Linked DNA regions of Mus musculus: region 1 is linked to region 2. Evidence: chromatin contacts called from public Hi-C data. All regions are on one chromosome and are shown on one strand. The core of a region is the stretch at or near the end of the contact, and the rest is flanking DNA. Distances in the headings are between cores, read along the strand shown. Region 1 has its middle 27 kb from the start of Gm30568. Region 2 overlaps Gm39685 (a long non-coding RNA gene).

Region 1 (5,196 bases), core at 1,899-4,398, 69 kb after region 2:
ATCCATACCCCTTCCTAAGGGTATGATGAGGTTTTTTGACGATGCCCTTTACTCTGTACTTGGGTACCAGTATGATTCGATTGGGCTTGCCCTGTCTGTATTGTCCCAGGACCAAAATCTCATGTGATACTATTTCTCCAATGCTGTATGGACACTCTGTTTATGAGGTCTCCTTGAAGTTGTTTGCCAGTGTGTGTTCTGCCCACTAAGGTCACCTGTGTTTTCTTATTGGCCCAAGGCAGCTGAAATAGCACATCCCATTCCCAGTTGGCTCATAGATATTAATTGGTTAGCTCTGGGGTGGACCCATGACCCCAGAAGCAGCTCATAAGAATCTAGATTCTTGACAAAATGAAAATAAGTTTTTTCTTTTGAGACAGGGTCTCATGTATTCCAGGCTGTCGTGGATCTCACCATATCCCAGGAAAGCACTGGACTTCTGCCCCTCCTCATCTGCCTCCCGAAGGACTGGGATTGCAGGCAGGTGCCACCATGCTGACGTTGGAGATGAACCTCAGGACTTTGTGAATGCTAGGAAAGTGTTTTATGACTTGAGCTATATAATAATTTGTATTTTTTAAGTTAAAAGTTTTTACAAAGACTTTCTAAGAACATATTAACAGGTTCTTGACAGAGCTCAAATAGGCCTGAGCTCTTTATGGGAGAGAGCTGAGGCCAGAGAGCTTCCCAGGGTGTGTGTGTGTCTGTGCATGCACATGTGTGCATATGTGTGTAGGTGCTTGTGTGTATGCTTGTATGCTTATGTGTATAAGTGTGCCTGTGTATGTATGTATGTGTATGTATGTATGTGTATGTGTGAGTGCGTGTGTATGTGTGTGTATATATGTGTATGTATGTGTGTGTATGTGTGTATGTATGTATATGTGTAAATGTGTGTATTTATGTGTGTGTATGTATGTATGTGTGTGTGTATATGTGTGTGTGTGTGTATGTATGTATGTGTGTGTATGTGTGTGTGTGTTTAGGGCTCTGGGTGGGTGGGAGCCTAGTTATTAAGGTCACAGCAGACATCAAGTCTGGAGCCAGAGATCTCTGCTCTTCTTCTCACCCCACAGCCTGCTGGGACCTTGAGGTATGCCATTATTAGCAGCATTGACTTAAATATCATTAAGCTGAGCTGCGTGCCTCAGGTGCACTTGTGAAAGGCACTAAAAGTGAAGAAGAAACTTCCTTTTCAGATCTTTTCCTGTTTAGTAATATGTATTTTATTGACACAGATACACATAGAAAAGGGCTCAACATAAACACCCAGCTTAGTGCATACTTATAAAAAGAAAACACACAAAGCCACAACCAGACCAAGGGACAGAACAATCCCATTGTGCAGAAGTCCATTGTATATTTCCCTCAGCCGCTTCCTCTTTTCTCCTTCTTGAAGTCACCAGCATCCTGGCTTTTAGCATAGTGACCCCCTTTGCTCTCTTCCCAGCCCAGTGCACATGCCGAAACAGAAGAGGTGTCTTAGTCAGGGTTTCTCTTCCTGCACAAACATCATGACTAAGAAGCAAGTTGGGAAGGAAAGGGTTTATTCAGCTTACACTTCCACATTGCTGTTCATCACCAAAGGAAGTCAGGCAGGAACTCACCCAGGGCAGGAACCTAGAGGCAGGAGCTGATGCAGAGGCCATGGAGGGATGCTGCTTACTGGCTTGCTTCCCCTGGCTTGCTCAGCCTGCTCTCTTATAGAACCAAGACTACCAACCCAGGGGATGGCACCACCCACAAGGGGTCCTCCCACCCTTGATCACTAATTGAGAAAATGCCTTACAGCTGGATCTCATGGAGGCATTACCTGAAGGGAGGCTCCTTTCTCTGTGATAACTCCAGCTTGTGTCAACTTGACACACAAAGCCAGCCAGTAGGAGAGGTTAGCTTTGTTAGCTTGATGTGTTCAGTCAAGGCTTACAGCTTTGCTCATCATTGAGCGGGTCTGGCTCTGACCCTTTCTATGTGAGCAGGCACACAGCTGTCTCCAGTTTGTGGGATTTGTGAGCTGTGCTCTTGTCAGCACACTTTGTGCTGAAGCCTTCCACTAGTTAAGTAGACACACTCACTTCCGGGGCATTTCCCTACAGTGGACACAGGACAAGTCACGCCTTAGTGCAGTGGTTCTCAACCTCCCTCATGCTGCGACCCTTTAATACAGACCCTCATGTGGTGGTGACCCCCCCAACCATAAAATTATTTCTTTGCTACTCCGTAATTGTGATTTTGCTGCTGTTATGAACCATAATGTGTTTTCCAATAGTCTTAGGCTACCCATGTGAAAGGGGCATTTGAACATTACTTTGATCACAGCCTGCAGGTTGAGAATCACTGCCTTAGGGCAACTTACCAATATGCGCAAGTGTTTACCAAAATTCTTTCTTCAACTTAAACTCTCCAGGGATTCCCAACACCCTGCATCCTTCGCTCTTGCCATTACCAAACTTGAGCATGTCCAGGGCTCAGGTGCACTGCTGTAGTCTCATGCTGGGCACAATTTGCACTCCGCTGCCTCCTGAGTGAAATCAGAAGAGTTCCTACTGCTTATCGGCCACCTGACTTCCTCTCGTGTTATGGGTCTGTTGAGTATTTTTGGCTGTTTTCCTGTTACAGAATTAAACCTTTTTTCTTTTGATGAAATTTTGTCTTCATTAAAATTACACTGGAGAGAAAAGCGCGCCTGACTTCTGAGTGTCACCTGCTCGCCTGATTACTGTGTGTGGCTGAAGGTAAATCTGTAAAGCACACGATAGATTATTTTTATACTTCAAGTCTCTGAAAAGATAACAATGGAGGCTCCCAGAAACATAGCCGTCCAGGTCATTTTTTTTTCTTATCTCCATTTCCCAACTCCCTCATTTCCCTATATTTTCCTAGAGAACAAACATACGCCTCCACACCACCATCTTTTGTTAAGATCACCAAGCATTCAGAAAGCAATTTGCTATTCTGCAGGGTGGCTCTCATGCTGTGCTTTATGCATTATTATGAGCTGGCTCAAGGCGACTAAGGAATTGCCTGCAGTGTCTATGCCCTCCACGGCTGAGATAACATTAACTAAAGACTATACATACACCTCCGGTGGCGAATTCCTCCTAGCAAAAATGAATTGACAGCTCGCAGAGCCCTGGGCTGTAGCTTTTTGCTCCCCTTATCTGCTTTAGACACCTGGGAATGAGCTCACTGGCAAGGAACGAAGCCCATACCATCTACCATTACATAAATTATTCAGTTATCTGTGATGTCCTTGTAACATGAGAACCCCTATTAAAAAAATAAATAGCTACAGTGCTTACAGAGGCCCATGTCTGCTATTTATAGCCTTGATGGATGCTGCTTTGAATAAACCTTACTAGAATTCCCGGATACTGTGAGGATAGATGCAGGCGTTTCATTCTAAGGTGCTTGCTGCATGCATGTGTGTATGCCGCTGCGTGGGGCACACGTACTACATAGAACAGAGAGAGCCCGAGCAGACGCGGCTTATTTGTTAAGCTCCTTCTTATTTTTCTTATATTTTGAAAATTGAAATAAGGACAAACAGGTTACAAGTCCCCGACATTTACCATGGTGTGTGTTCTCCATTGTATTCAGGCAACGGGGTCCCTGCTTTTTAAAAAAGAGCGACCTTTATTTTTCTGTTAAGAATGCCAGATGTCTGTCATAGTCAAATAGGGGCCTGGGACACTGGGCTTCCTAATTATCTCTACTGAACGCAGGATGGAGCTTGAGTTACCCAGAGTCAAGGCCTCCTGCAGATCAGAGCAAGGCAGCTGGTTTATCTGATTCTTCATTCTGGTAAATCCAGAAAAGAAATACGCACATGTCTTTTTTTTTCTTCATAATTTAATTAGTTGTTTTTTATCTATTATAGTGCTAAGGATTGAATACGTATACATGTTGGTTAAGATAAGTACCTGGCCCACTAAAGTCCCCTCAGTCCCCTCATAGCTTAACTTAAATTTTTTTCCTTTTTATTTTGAATTCTGTGTCTGTGTGAGTCTGTACATGTGAAGAAGGGTACCTATAGAAGCCAGAGGTGACCCTCTTGAGCAGTTGTTCTAAACTTTCCTAATGCTGAGACCCTTTAATACAGTTCCTCACGTGTGGTGACCCCCAACCAATACATAGCATTATTTTTGTTGCTACTTCACGACTGAAATTTTGCTACTGTGATGAATCATAATGTAAGATATCTGTGTTTTCCAATGGTCTTAGGTGACCCCTGTGAAACCATCATTTGGTTTCCCAAGAGGGTTGTGTACTGGCTGGCTTTGTGTCAACTTTACCGAAGCTGGAGTTATCACAGAGAAAGGAGCTTCAGTTGAGGAAATGCCTCCATGAGATGCAGCTGTAAGGCATTTTCTCAATTAGTGATCAAGGGTGGGAGGGCCCCTTGTGGGTGGTGCCATCCCTGGGCTGGTAGTCTTGGGTTCTATAAGAGAGCAGGCTGAGCAAGCCAGGGAAGCAAGCCAGTAAGTAACATCCCTTCGTGGCCTCTGCAGTCAGCTCCTGCTTCCTGACCTGCTTGAGTTCCAGTCCTGACTCCCTGTGGTGATGCATAGCAGTGTGGGAAGTGTAAGCTGAGTAAACCCTTTCCTCCCCAGCTTGCTTCTTGGCCATGGTGTTTGTGCAGGAATAGAAACCCTGACTAAGGCAGGTTGTGACCCACAGATTGAGAGCCATTGCTCTAGAGCTAGGGCTCCAGGCAGTTGTAAGTCACCTGGCGTGGCTGTTAGGACTGACCTCTGGGTCCTTTGCAAGGACAGTACACGTTTGATGCACACACACTCACACACATGCATCATCACACATACAGAACATGCATACACACATTCATACCACGCATACACATGAAAATGAAAAAAAAAAACTTATGCTTCTTCCAAATTCCAATGACATTCTTCACAGAAGTAGGAAGAAAAATCCTAAAATGTATCCAGAGACACAAAGAACCAAGCAGCCAAAGAGTCCTGAACAACATATGAAAGGTGTCACTTCACCTAACTTCAAACAAGATGACAGAGTCACAGAAACAGAGTGATCCTGTTTCTATGACACATAGACACATAGACATATAGAAAAATGGAACAGAAGAAAATCCTTCAAGAAGCCTAAAATAGCACAGCCTTGGACAAACACTCAGCAATAAAAAGGGGAGAAACTTTGATATGTGAAAAAAGTTGGGTG
Region 2 (5,287 bases), core at 1,997-4,496:
CACAGAAGTCCCTTCGCCACAGAAAGTGCACCGTGTCTCACCAAGGACACCTTGACTTAGGACTGCAAAAAGCTTGAAACAAGCTGCTTTAACCAGCTTTTGTCTGGTTGCACCTTCTCTGGGCCGGGAACAATCAACTGTACTCTTGGTGCCTTTATCTCAAAGGTGGGGATGCAAAAGAGTCTGACCATCTCTTACACAAAGTGCTTTTGCTGGAGACAATTCAGGCAACCAGAGAGAGGTCAATAGCTGATAATTAGGGAGTCAGATCGACCCATCCCCAGTGCTTTGGCTTATTTATGGGAAAATGAACCTTAGAACGTGAAGAACTTACCTTTAACACTAATAGTGATGTTTTTCTTTTCAATTCTTTTTAAAAAATTAATTTACATCCCAATCTCAGCTTCTCCTGCTTTTCCTCCCAGTCTCTCCCCCCTCACCCCCCCTTCCCTCCCCACTCTTCTTTTCTCCTCAGAGAAGGAGAGAGCTCCCATGGTTATCAACCTGTCTAGGCCTAGACCCACCTCAACCTGCAGTAGGACTAGGCGCATCTTCTCCTATTGAGGCTGGGCAAGGCAGCCCAGATAGGGGAAAAGGATCCAAAGGCAGGCATCTGAGTCAGAGACAGCCCTTGTTCCTACTGACTAACAGTAATTTTAATACTTTTTTAAAAAATGCTTTAACCAAGTTTAATATCTGCCCAGTTTCTAGAGGAAGGTGGGTCTGCTTAGTCTGCCTGTAATCCCAACACAAGGAGGCTGAAGCAGGAGGATTGTGGGGGATTTTGAGTTCAGTATCAGCAGGGTTCGATGCACAGAGACCCTGTTTCAATAACAACAAAAAATGATGATGATGATGATGAGGAGGAGGAGGAGGAAGGAGAAGAAGAAGAAAAGAAGGAGGAGGAGGAGAAATTAAGCTGGGCTTGTTGGCAACACTTGCCATGTGAGGCAGTATATTAGTCAGGTATCTTTAGAGGAAGAAAACTTAGAAAATGTGTATGTATGTATGTATGTATGTATGTATGTATGTATGTATGTATGTGATTTATTAGAATGGCTTTTAGGCTATGATCCAGCTAATCCAACAATGGCTGTTTTCCAGTCAAAGGTCCAAGAATCCAGTAGTTATTCAGTGCATGAGGCTGGATGTCTCAGATGGATGTCAGCACATGCCAGGACCCTAAAGAAGTGGGCTCTAAAGCCAGTGAAGGAATGGACTTGCTAGCAAGAGCAAGCAGGCAAAGAGAGCAAGCTTTCTTCTTCCATGTCCTTTACATAGGCTGCGAGCAAAAGGTGTGGCCCGGATTAAAGGTAGATCTTCCCACCGCAAAGATCTGGATTAGAAGTAGGGCTTCCCATTCAAATGATATCCTTAAGGAAAAAAAAATATTCCTCACAGGTGTGCCCACCCATTTGGATTCTGTTAATTCCAGAGGAAGCCACGTTGGCAGCCAAGAGTAGCCCTCTCAGGCAGGCAGTTATCAGGTGCTTGGAAGAAGCATCTACTCTTTGGATGCAATGCTATGATGGTGATAATAATGATAATAATGATGGCAATAGCTTTTTTCAAGAGCTGTTTGAACTAGAGAACTTTGCCAGAGGCAGTTCATCTGGGCCTGTTCTTGGCTGCAGTCTACAACACAGGACCGGTTGTTACCACGCAAGTCTACTTCAGTTTCTCCTTATTTTAAGCACTGAGATTAGATTAACAAAAATGATGGATGCAGCGCTGTGTGCAGGAGGAAGAGGTAAGGTTTCATTGTGTGTGACGTGTATGTTCTTTTGATTCCTAGTTTTGTCTTCTCAGCTATAGCTTGAAATAAGTGAAATCTGGCATGTGTCATATCAGGACCTGGAAGGTAAAGGCAGGAGGATTGCTAGTTTGAAATCAACCTGGGCTAAAAAACACCATCCTGTTTCAAAAACCAAAACAAATGAAAACACCCAAATAAAATAAAGCCAGGTGGTGGTTGCACATGATCCCAACCCAGGGAGGCAGAGACAGGTGGATCTCTAGAGTTTGAGGCAAACCTGGTCTGCAGAGTGAGTGAGTTCCAGTACAGCCAGGGCTACACAGAGAAATCCTGTTTCAACCCTCTCCCCCTACCCAAAGCTAGAGAAAGATTGAAAATATAGAGCAAGCTCAAACAGCAATGCTATTGTAAATGATCTTTGTGTTTGTGACTAGGTGGGGCTACTGTTGTTTAGGGCCTCAGAAGAGTTCAGAGGGTCAACAATTTCCTTATCTGAAAGAAACAGACCATGAAAGACAGATGTCTTCTGGGCTTACTTTCTTCCTGTGTGATGGTGTGCCAGTGTGACACTTTCTTCATGGTGTGAGGGCTCACTTAGTGACTGCATGGAAGGCACACAGTGGGGACTCTGTGATGTAACATCTCATAAATGCAATTTTCTCTCCAAGCCTATCAGAAAATGGGGGAGGGGTGACACCCTGGAGCCAAGGAGAGGGCAGCACAAGCTCCTACCACCCACGGAGATGCTACTGGTGTGTGAGCTGGTGGGAGGCACAGTGGGAGGATGGCTTTGCCCAGCAGGATGAATGACCCAGTTACAGGTTAGGGCTGAAGTGATGCTGAGGGCTTCTTTAAGCCATGGCTTTGGTGCAGCATAATGAGCTGCTGCTTGCATCCTGGAGGGGAGGTGGAAGCCAGGCAACTGGACCAGGCTTTGCCTGTCTGCCAATTAGCCACTTGATCTTAATACAATAAACAAATGAATAAGTAACAACAACAACAAACTCGAGCAGATCCTCTGGGCTTTGCTGGACTTATCTAGGTCATTTCCGGAATCTTCACACAGTCAGTGGATTCTGCACCACTGACACAAGCCCAGGACATCAGCAGGAAACGGGATTTCCCCCAAAAGGTCACATGCACATCTTCAGAGCGAGGCTGCCAAGCACAACTTCAAATACAAAAATCTCACTTCCTAAAGCAGGATGGCCTGTGAAGCAACCACACCAAAGAACATGGAGGTGATTCACTTGGGACACCACTGTGATTATTTTTTTGATGATTGAAAACCCAACATTCTCCCCCATATATTTCCAACTCGTCTTTGAGAAGTAGGGCCCCATGATCCTGTGTTCAGGAGAAACAGCAAACAAACAAACAACAGTAACAACAAATCCCTAACACTTGCTAGACCTCGCAGCAATAAACAGTTCCTCCGTGCGCACTGAGCGCAGGCTGGGCCACTGTCAGAGTCTGTTGCAACCACTTGTTTCTGACATTTCAAGAGCAAAGGGGCCTCTTCCTGAGTATCTACTGAGGCCAGGGGAAGGCTCACTGTAGAGTCCGTTATCTTTTCCTCAGGCTTTGGCCAAGTTTTTTTTATTCCCAGCTTCCCATTTTATACACACACACACACACACACACACACACACACACACACACCCCACCGCCACCACATTCAGCATTTACTCAGAGCTATGCCTTTCCTTGCTGTTTCTCTATGGCTGTCACTTGCTACCAGATCAGTTTTGTATCTACTCTCACACAGATCTTGTGATCTTCTTTGTTTTCCCTTTGCTATTTCTCCACCTGCTAAGGCTGTCCTCCTCCTCCCCCTCCCCCTTCTCCTCCCCTCCTCCTCTTCCTCCTCCTTCTCTTCCTGCTTGTCCTCCTTCTTACTCACCTATCTGATAGGTCCTTCCAGTCCTTCAGAGCCAAGTAGAATTTTTTAAAAAATGTAATATACTAATGCTAATTATTCTTCCAATTCATTTACTCACCCTTCATTCATTCATTCTTGAAACCAGTATTTAGAAGAGCACAGTGTTAGTGGCTCACTATTCTAGAACTTGGGATACTATGTTGAATAAGATAGTCTTCAGATTCTTGAAGATTTTTATTGTAATGTAGAAGACAGTATACTAAGAAGTACCATAGCTTCAAGTTGACCAATGAGCTATAAGGAAAACATTGTTAAATAACAATAAATGAGCCAATTAATTAATTTTTTTAAAGATAAGGTAAGGACTGGGGCACAGCCATGGGAACAGGTCTGTTCTCCATGTGGTGGTAAAGAGGATTTCTTTGAGGAGTTTTTTTGCTATTTAAACAGAAGCTTAAATCACTAAAACAAATTGTCCAGCAATTACTACAAGAGAAGAGTGTTTGAAGTAAAAGGAATGCAGGAAGTTCCTGAGGCGTGAATGTTCTAGAGAGATAAAGGGTGGGGCAGAGCATGGTAGGAAATGTGTAGTGGAATAGAGTGGGGAGAGATGTCAGGCATGGGGTGGGGACCAGAATCCAGAATTCCTCCTCAGTGTTCAGCCTGGTACCCCAAGGGACATACATGGTGCCCGTTCCCAGGAGGAAACACTCGGGGAAGGAAGTGAGGGCAGGTTTGTGTAGACAGACAGTGGGGCTCTTGGATCTGGAAGCAAGAGTACTTTTCCAACACATTAAGTATAAAAGCCCTTTAGACACCCCCTCCCGCCCCGATAGATGCAGAGCAGACTATGGGATGTATAAGAGTCTGTGGCCCAACATGAGATCTAATAGAAACTTGGGACTCATCAAAAGCAAGGAGCCTAGCCGGGCATGGTGGCGCTCGCTTTTAATCCCAGCACTCAGGAGGCAGAGGCAGGTGGATTTCTGAGTTCTAGGCCAGGCTGGTCTACAAAGTGAGTTCCAGGACAGCCAGGGCTATACAGAGAAACCCTGTCTTGAAAAACAAACAAACAAAAAGCAAGGAGCCTGCAGAACACAACTTCAGAAAAGAATGTAGGTCGAAAGGAGAGAGGACCAGGGCTCTGAGCATCTGAGGTCAGGAAGGCGGTACCGGAAGGCGTGTTCTAGAACTTAGGTTCTTAGGTTCAGACACGGTGTACAGTATGCTAACAGCTCCATATATGTTAGGTTTGTCAGGAAGGACCAATGCTACCTTCCTTCACAAGATTTTAAAGATTTATTGTTATTTTTATTTTATATATATGAGTATACTGTAGTTGTACAGATGGGTGTGAGCCTTCATGTGGTTGCTGGGATTTGAACTCAGGACCTACGGAAGAGCAGTCAGTGCTCTTACCCGCTGAGCCATCTCACCAGCCCTGCTGACAGTGTTTCTTTGGTGTACATGATCTCGGTAGGGTCCTTGATTGCCATGTGCTTCACAGTGTTCCAAACTCTCAGAGCAGAAAGACACTGCTGGGCTCTACGTCCCTATCTATCTATCTATCTATCTATCTATCTATCTATCTATCTATCTAACTATCTATCTTCTCTCATATATTATATCCCAACCACAGTTTCCCCTCC

The links. A called contact is a pair of places that touch in the nucleus more often than the background predicts.
Region 1: a contact with region 2 is called in a Hi-C map of the G1E-ER4 cell line, with 2.2 times the contacts expected there. The contact joins two enhancer-like sites. A contact is called at or near these places in 2 of 15 datasets of contacts at CTCF or cohesin (the G1E-ER4 cell line and large pre-B cells), 17 of 484 Hi-C or Micro-C datasets (B cells, DN3 thymocytes, the G1E-ER4 cell line and 11 more), 8 of 115 datasets of contacts at active chromatin or transcription factors (the 230-238 cell line, the HPC-7 cell line, embryonic stem cells and 4 more) and 2 of 9 other capture datasets (bone marrow-derived macrophages and embryonic stem cells).

Annotation. Positions count from the first base shown.
Region 1 is chr1:157,052,358-157,057,553 of GRCm38.p6, forward strand. No RefSeq gene overlaps it. Among named protein-coding and RNA genes, the nearest start is that of Gm30568, 27 kb to the right of the region's middle. Within about 2 kb of position 3,149, at least 49 of the 459 cell types and tissues checked have an H3K27ac peak or open chromatin away from gene starts, as enhancers often do. A contact at or near this core is called in B cells, the G1E-ER4 cell line and erythroid progenitors, where this site is marked.
Region 2 is chr1:156,983,550-156,988,836 of GRCm38.p6, forward strand. The region is part of intron 1 of Gm39685 (a long non-coding RNA gene); the gene reads right to left. Among named protein-coding and RNA genes, the nearest start is that of Gm39685, 3.5 kb to the right of the region's middle. Within about 2 kb of position 3,247, at least 104 of the 459 cell types and tissues checked have an H3K27ac peak or open chromatin away from gene starts, as enhancers often do. A contact at or near this core is called in B cells, the G1E-ER4 cell line and erythroid progenitors, where this site is marked.